Regions from separate parts of the Sus scrofa genome. Here region 1 is linked to region 2. A link is a contact called in public Hi-C data. All regions are on one chromosome and are shown on one strand. Each heading gives the region's core, a stretch centred on a gene start, on an enhancer-like site or on the middle of the called end of the contact. The rest is flanking DNA. Distances are from core to core; before and after follow the strand shown. Region 1 overlaps PTPRM (receptor-type tyrosine-protein phosphatase mu). Region 2 holds the start of LOC106510670.

The links. Hi-C and Micro-C count contacts between places; a contact is called where the count stands out from the background.
Region 1: a Hi-C map of liver shows a contact between it and region 2, with 3 times the contacts expected there. The contact joins the enhancer-like site here to the promoter of LOC106510670 in region 2. A contact is called at or near these places in 1 of 5 promoter capture datasets (liver), 5 of 47 Hi-C or Micro-C datasets (embryonic fibroblasts, fetal heart ventricle, liver and 1 more) and 1 of 2 datasets of contacts at active chromatin or transcription factors (skeletal muscle).

Annotation. Positions count from the first base shown.
Region 1 is chr6:99,956,427-99,960,847 of Sscrofa11.1, reverse strand. All of the region lies in intron 1 of PTPRM (receptor-type tyrosine-protein phosphatase mu), which reads left to right. Among named protein-coding and RNA genes, the nearest start is that of PTPRM, 130 kb to the left of the region's middle. Within about 2 kb of position 2,692, at least 2 of the 83 cell types and tissues checked have an H3K27ac peak or open chromatin away from gene starts, as enhancers often do. A contact at or near this core is called in liver, where this site is marked.
Region 2 is chr6:100,089,822-100,093,751 of Sscrofa11.1, reverse strand. It overlaps LOC106510670, which reads right to left and starts at 1,285. Exons shown (of 4, transcript XM_021097607.1): 1 at 1,027-1,285; 2 at 785-955; 3 at 20-719. The coding sequence starts at 1,285. The coding sequence ends at 25. PTPRM (receptor-type tyrosine-protein phosphatase mu) reads left to right here and starts at 786. Exons shown (of 36, transcript XM_021097712.1): 1 at 786-1,356. The coding sequence starts at 1,284.

The DNA of each region.
Region 1 (4,421 bases), core at 1,443-3,942, 130 kb after region 2:
TGGTCTCTAGTGATTTCCTCTCTTTTTAATGTTTGGCATGAACTCCTAGATCATAATTGCACCTTTCCCCAAAGCTGTCCCTCACATGTGTCTGTTGGGTGGAAAGTAGTAATAACACTTTTCTGTTTTTTCGTCCCATCATTCTTGCAGAGACTAGTGTGATATTTATAAAGCATCTTATGTATATGTTTTGTTTTAATGAACCATCATTTTAGGAATTGCAGATATAAAGATAATTGTGATGGTTTCTTATTATTGGAAAAGTGTGGCTTTAACTATTTTTCCCACTTCTTGTTTTTTTTTAAGATTAAAAAAGTGAAAGCAACATTGACCCAGTAAAACCTGATTTAAATCAGACCAAGCCTACGGAAAACCTGGCCCTTAACAAGTAGTGACTGACTGTATCATAAAAGAAGACTAATTCATTTGTGCCACTGTCACACCTGCAGACCGCTGGTGTATTGCCGTATCCCTGCCGCATCGGTTTTCCAGAATCAATTCCTTCATCTTCACTGTGAAGATTTTTTAGAATCTAGCCGTGAACGTTCATTATTTTTTAACTCCATTATGGATACAATGAGACGTATACCATTCCCACTGGTCAGAGCACATACACACACACAGATAAAACGGAAGGCAGTTAATTCACTGTTCAATGCAAGACAGAGAAATGAGCAAAGATTAAGAGAGCAGTAGTAAAGACTGGCTGCTCCTGATGTAAACATATATTTGAAATAAACTTTAGAAAATGTGAGGTGATGGGACTCTGAACCTTATTTTATTTTTTTAAAACTGTTTATTATAGTGGTGTTACTGAAGAATTAAATGTTCTTATTGTTCATACTTTTATCAGTGGCACAGACCAGTAGTGTTTTAGGGTTGCATTTGACCGTAGATTTCCGCAGGTCCAAGTGGCTTATCTTAGCGGTAGGTGTTGCATCTGTGCAAGCCAGTTCAGGAGCTTACCCAGCTTCTCGCTGAACTTGGGGTCTTCAGCAGTGAGATGGCCATTATGGTCACTGGCCACATCTGAATGATGGACTGTAACTCGGACCCCAAATTTAACTTCCTTGTTCTTCTAAGCACTGATGTTTAAGTCTCCCTTCTGAGATGATGGAGTGTCATTTTTTTGTTGTTGTTCTTAAAAAAAAACTAGCTTTATTGATATGTAACCTACATACCATACAATTCACTGGGTTAGAGTGTACAATTCAGTGTGTTTGTATCCAAAGAGTTGTCCAGCCATCAGCACCGTCTGTTTTTCAGAGCGTTTTCATCACCCCTTAAAGAAGTTCTGTAGCCATTAGCAGCCAATCCCCAGTCCAACTCTAGGCAACTATTAATGTGCTTTGCATTTCTATGGATTTGCTTGTTATGGATATTTCTTAAGATGGAATCATTCAATACATGGTTTTTTGTGATGTTTTCAAGTTTCACCTACCTTGTAGTATGTCTCAGTATATTATTCTTTTTTATGGCTTAATGGTCCATTGGGTGGATATAGCACATCTTAACATCTCATTCATCAGTTAATAGGCATCTGGGTTGCTCTTACTTTCTGGCTATTTATGAATATTTTGCTATGAACATTTGTGTATAAGATTTTGCATGGGTGTATGTTTTCATTTCTCTTAGTTTTATACCTACTAGTAGAATTCCTGAGTCATGCGGTAACTCTATATTTATGTTTTAGAAAAACTGCCAAACTTTTCCAAAGAAGCTGCACCATTTTCATTTCCACCTGGAATGGATGAGGGTGGGTTCTGGTTTCTCCTCATTTTTGCCAATGCTTGTTATTGGCCCTCTTTTTGATTCTAGCCATCCTCCTGGTGAGAAGCAATACACACTGTGCATTTGAGTTGCATTCCCTGAGTGACTAATGATGTTGAGCATCTTTGCATGTGCTTGTTGGCCATTTGTATCTTGTTTCAAGAATTGTCTCGTTAGGTCCTTTGCGCATTTTAAATTGGTCTATTTTGGTTTTTTTTTTTTTTAATTTTTTTTTTTTCCTTTGGCTGCACCTGAGACATGTGGAGGTTCTCAGGCTAGGGATCGAATCCTCCTCATAGCAGCAACTTGAGCCACTGCAGTGACAATGCTGGATCCTTAATCCACCATGTCACAGGGGAACACCTCTTTTCCTCTTTCTTTTCCTTTTTTGTTTATTTTGGCCATGCCCATGGCATATGGAAATTCCTGGGCCAGGGATCAAATCCAAGCCACAGCTGCAGCCTACACCACACCTGAGGCAACGCCAGATCCTTAACCCTTTGCACAGAGCAGGGGATTGAACCCGTGCTTCTATGGTGACCTGAGCTGCTGCAGTGGGATCCTTAACACACTGTGCTGCAGTGGGAACCAGGAGAACTCCTATTTCTTGAGTTTTAAGTGTTCTTTGTATATTCTGGTTATCAGTCTCTTATCAGATATGTGGTTTGAAAAATATTTCTCCCACTTGTGAGCTGTTAGAGTATTTTTATTTTTACTTTTTTAGCACTCATTGTCCTTCCACTCTTCAGAGATTACTGATCCGTGACTTGCACAGTGCTGGTGCCCAGAAGGTCTTCAGTAAAGGTTTAGGAGTAAATGGATCGTGTATCTTCATGTCCCCTCTCAGCCTCCTTCCCACACTAAGCACATCTCATTCCTGACCGGGTCTCCCGTCCTGCCATCTCTCAATCTCTCGGATGGCTGCTGATTTGCCATCGGCATGGGTACACTGGACTGTCAACTCTTTGGACCTTGACACTGCTCTTCTCTTTGCTCAGCTGAAGCTTTCATGGCTTTTTAATGCAACTCTGTTAATTTTTAGCACATACACTATAATGTTCTGTCTTGGAATTACCGATCTAAGTGACACAAAGTGACGTCTTTTGTTGAAGAAGAGTGAGTATGTAAGTGAAGAATGGAGAATGTTGGCCTTGACTGCTGTTCCTATGAAAAGACCTGGGCCTTTCATTTAACTCATTACGCATAATTCACTAGTAGGATAAATTTTTGTTTTGTTTAGTTTGGGTTTTGGTTTTTGTTTTGTTTTGTTTTTTAACTTCTTTGTTTTCGTTTTGCTGTTTTGGGAATTTCTTGGTGGGTTCATTTTTATTTTGTTATTTTTTTCTTTTTAAAAATTGAAGTACAGTTGATTTACAAGGTGGTTTTATTTTTAGTGAAGAGCTTCCTGTCACTTGGGCTCTGAAACAATGAAATGGGTGATGCAAGTCCTGACTTCCCATCATTGACAGTATTTAAGCAGCATCTGGACAAACACCAGGCAGGGATGTGGTACAAGAGACTCTTGACTAGAAGGGACTGTGGACCAAGTAACTCTTAAGACCAGCCTCTTTCTCCTCTAAATCTCTTCTATGTCAAAGAAACTTCTGAGAAAGGCCGGTGCCTTTGGTGCTTGTGTGCATTCTGAAGTTATAGTAACCATATATTTTTTCATCAGATATTTTTTAACCCCCAAAGATTACTTTTATTCTTTACTAAATTATTTTGGCTTGTAAGGAGAATATGCTGTCTTTGGTATTAATTCTTAATGAATTTAAGTGTATACTCAGAAAAACTTTTTTGCTTAGTTGTGTATTTTCACTTTTTTTGGTCAAGTCTCACAGCTGTATTTAGTTAAGTCTTCTGAGAGACAGCCAAGTCACTTTTTTTTTTTTTTTTTTTTTTTTTTTGTGGAAAGCCAATAGCATGGCAGGTTTGAATTTATGTTGGAAAGAAGCTGTTTTGCAGACTTAGAAGTCCAAATAAACAGCCAAATTACTATTTCTCCCCAATTTGAATGTGGGAAAGTGAATGTGTGTTTGGCTTTTGCTTCTGGAACAACTTGAGAATGGGTAAATAGATTTTTTCTGTGTACTGTGTTAAACATTTGCAATTTTACAGCACATTCAAATGTGAGAAATTTAACCCCAAAGAATTATGTTAAGTAGCTAAAAAATATCGGTTACTTAGGATCCTCCGTTGTGTGCCAGGTGTTTTGGCAACTGTCATCTTTTTGCTAATTCCCCAAATAGCTATTGTTATAGATATTACAGTCATTTCTTTGGTATAGGTACTAATATCAGGGGCATCGAAGTTTAAGGTAATTAGGTCAAAGTCATAGAATCGGTAAGTATGGATAATAAATGTGGGATTAATATCCCAGTCTTCTTGGCACCCATCTGAGGTCTTTTCATAAAGCTTCTCTGAGTTATTCCACTTTCTGTTTTTTTGTACCATACTATGAGATGATACTTAAGATTCAGATATTTTGATAGTGCGAAATATCACTCTAGATTCATTACTGTGGTTTTTCATGACTATGTAACATCCAACATAGCAGCTTTTCTCTCTTTTAGTTAATAGAAACAGGAATAATTTATCTGTGTTTTCTGGAGTATTTATGAATCCAACCGCGATTTATATGTATATTCATA
Region 2 (3,930 bases), core at 36-2,535:
AACACTTAGTACCAGATACACAAATCACAGGTTACGTAGGTCCAAACTCTCGTTCCGCTGTGACCGCCACCTTCCGTGTATCGCCCGCGGCTCGCTGGGGCCCAACCGGGACGGCGGGGGCGCAATGAAGCCGCAGAGCGCTTCCTGCTCCGCCGGGTGCAGGGCTCCTGGGGCAGGAGCGCGAGTGGTCCAGTCGGGAGGCTGGCGCGCTGCTGGGTCTCGGTGCCCGAGGCCGCCGCTCCCTCCTCTGGCGTCCGCCAACTTCTCTGCACCCGCCGCGCGGAGAAGCTCGCAGCCCCTCGCAGCCTCCCGATCTACCGGCTCGCCCTGCCCAAAGCCGCGGGGGAGAGCGGCTTTGCGACTGCCGGCCCCGCTGCGGACACTGCCATCCGGCGCCGGGATTGGAGCCGCCTCGTCCGCCCGCGGGGCCGCAAGGCCGCCGTCCCGCCAGCCTCGTTCGCCAACTCCTGGCGGCCTGTGACCCGGGACAAACTTCTGGCCGCCGCGCGGCCCCTGCGCGGTCACCCTCCCGGAAGCCGGCCTCGAAACCCAAGCCGCGGCGGGGCGGGACGCGAGCGGGAGGGAGCACGAGGCACCTCCCGGCAGCCGCTCTCCGCGCGGTGACACCGCCCCCGCGGCCGCCCCCCGCCCGGCTCCCCCCGAGGCGCCGCTGCCTCTCAGCGCCGGGCGCGGACCCGTAGGGCCGGCGGGGCCGGGCGCTCACGCCCTCTAGCGGGCCGCGGCAGCGCGGGCGGCCGTGACGTGGGCGCTCCCTTCAGCCGGCCTGCGGGGCACTGCCAGTCAGTCGGGGAGCAGGAGCCCCGCGCGCAGCCGGCGCGGGCTCGGCCATTGGCGCGCCGCCGCCCGGGGGCTGGCTCGGCTGCTGGCTGAGAGGCGGCGGGCGGGACAAGCGCGGCCGCGGCCCCGGCCACCGCGGCGCCGGCGGCTCGGGTCCCTACCCGGGGAAGGAGAGCGGCGGCGGGTGCAGCAGCCGGCACGGAGGGCGGATTTTGGCTCCGCGGGCGCGCCCTCCGCTCCCTCTTGCAGCCGCTCCAGCTCCGAGCGGGGCTGGCGACTGGGTGGGAGGATCCAGGACCTCGGCCCCGGCCCCGGGAGCCCCCGGAGTTGAGACTTCTGCAAGTGTTGGCACTTTGCGGGTCTGGCTCTGGTTTTGGGTGTTCACCCTGCTCTCCTCGCCGCCTTGGAAGGAAAGCTCCCGGCCGCCCTCGGACCTCGCGCCCACCCAGCGCCGCCGGGGAGCGGCCCGGCGTGCGCTCAGCACCATGAGCAGACTTGGGACTTGGCTGGTGACTTTGTACGGACTTTTGCTAACTGCGGCGGGGGATACGTTTTCAGGTAAGAGGGGCCGCACTCGCTGTGGCCTGGGGCGTGCGGGCCGGAAGGGGCCCGGGACGCATGCAGCTCCCGGGTGGGAGAGCACTAGCGGCGGACCGCGGGTCCAGACTGGGGAGCGGCGGCTCCGGCACTGCGTGTGCCAGTTCCCTGCCCCGGCGCGAGACCAGCGGGGAGGGAGGGCACCTCGCGCTCGGGCGGACAGAGCGGACGAGCCCGGGGCGCTGACTCCGGAGCCCGGCCCCAGGTCGGCCCCCGCCCCTTGGCGGCCTGGGTGCGTGTCGGCGCCACTCGGAGCCCTCCGCCGGCTCTGAGAGCAACAGCAGAAAACTTTGCCTGAAGTTGGGAGCTGCAGCCGCCGGCCGCCTGGCGTGGTCGCTGCGCGGTCCTTCCCACCCGGAGCGGCGGCCAGCCGGATCTCCGTGCCTGCTGCGCCCGCGCGATTGCTTCGGAGAGACTCTGGCGGCGGCGGTGGCGATCGCCGGTTTTCTTTGCCGTCCAGCCGCCGCCCGGCCAGAAGCTTGCCATGACCCCGGCTCGCCGCGGTGGTCGCGCCGCAGATCGAGAGAACCAAGGCAGTGTCCTCATCGGTCCCGGAGGGAGGACCTGTGGTCCGGACGGAGTGGCTGGTTGCCCGGGCCCCGGGCCGCTGCGGTTGTGTGCGGGTCAGGCTCCCTTCGGCCCCGGGGAGCTCCCGAACGGGGGCAGTGGTCAGCCAGCCCCGCCACCCGCCGCCTCGGGCTGGCAGGAAAGTGGCCGGCGGCGAGGTGCCTGCTGCGCCCGGGCGATCGGAGCCTGCAGAGCTCCTGGGACTAGGACGCGTGATCGGGAGTCGCGGGTCAGGCCAGGCTCGAGCCCTGCACGGCGTTACCGGGAGCACACACGCGGATAGACAGCCAGCGCTTGCACACGTGCACAGTTTCCCGTGTGTGTCAGTTTTCACGGAATGGTGGCCCTGGGCTTGTTTTTCTTCTAATAAAAAGCCTGCTATTAGTCCTTCAACTTGGGTTGCAAAATAGGTTTGTTTCTCTGTTTATTCGGGAGGAATGAGTAAGTTGAACTTTTTAAAATTTGATGGAGACTTTCACTGACAGTAAAAACGCATATTTAAAAGCATTGGAGACGTTTGGCGTTTGGCTGTGAGACCTGTGGAAACTTAACATCTTTACTTTCCCGAGCTCTGGACACACAGGCGGGGAGGCCGTGCCCCTGGCTTTGCTGAGCCGCGAGACCCTTGACCACAGTTGGCCACCACCAGGAAGCTTAGCGGGGAGTTGGCTCCTGGCTCTGTGCTGTCAGCTTCAGTAGAGAAATAACCCTTCTCCTAAGTTTAGTATGTCCTTAAGTGTCTGGTAATTGCACGTGCTCCAGAGGATTTAACAAAATGACCCACTGCTGTCTGCTGTAAAATTGATGCAAATTTTGGCCTGCGTTCTTTCTTATTAGTGAATTATAGAGTAGACTTGCCAGTTTCAGAGCCTTGAAACTCCTTAGTGTGAGAAGCCAAGGATGAGGGCCTTTGTGATGGTTTTCTCTTTATTAAGATCTATAGCTCCCTGGCTGGGATTTGTTTCAAGTTAAGCTGTGTCAGAAAGCATTTGGATGGATTTTCAAGTTGTAGGCAAGGGGGTGGGAACAAATATTTATGTAGCTTATTTAAATGATCGGTTTCTCATCTTTTTTTCTTTTTTTGGTTTTTTTTTTAGGGCCGCACCTGCGGCATATGGAAGTTTCCAGGCTAGGGGTTGAATAGGAGCTGCAGCTGCCAGCCTATGCCACAGACATAGCAAATCCCAGCTTGGAGTCTGCAGCCTACAAGGCAGCTCACTGCAATGCCTGATCTTTAACCCACTGCATGAGGCCAGGGATCGAATCTGTGTCCTCATGGATACTGGTCAGGTTCCCTGCTTGCTGAGCCACAACAGGAGCTCTGGTTTCTCATCATTAAAAGAGATTTCAGCCTAGATAGTACTGACTTGAGTCCTTGTTAAGTCTTACTTAAATCATTAGTCAAACCCAAAGAGATTTTTTTTTAACCAAAATTTAGTCAGACTTTTCTTTCAGAGGAAATTTATCATTCTACTTGTTTGTTATCATACCACGACTGAGCCGTCTTTTTATTTGGAAAGCCAGAGGATTAAGAGGAAATAAAGGATGGTATCCCAGAGAGCGTGCTTAGAAAAGGCGAAATTAAAAAAGGGGGGGGGCTTAGCAAATTTTGTGTATACAAGGATCAGAGAAGTTGCAGTGCATTATTGCTTTTGCCCTCCACTTGGTGTTTCAGGTAGTACATGTGGGAGGCACTTCATGCTTTGGAAAAATCTTTTGTGTGTGTGTGTTGGGAAAGTCAGTTCTGATGTTATGAACGACACTGACACTTATTTCTCTGTATGATTCTTCTGGAAATCGAAACACTTGGCTCCTTGTGGTGGGGATGCTTTTGGAGACAGGAACTAGATTGTAAGCTGCCTGAGGGCAAAGTCTTTTTTTTTTTTTTTTTTCCTTCTTGATTCCCATAAACACTCATTTGGCATAGAGCTCTAGACTTAACAGACAATCATGTTGGTTGAATAAATG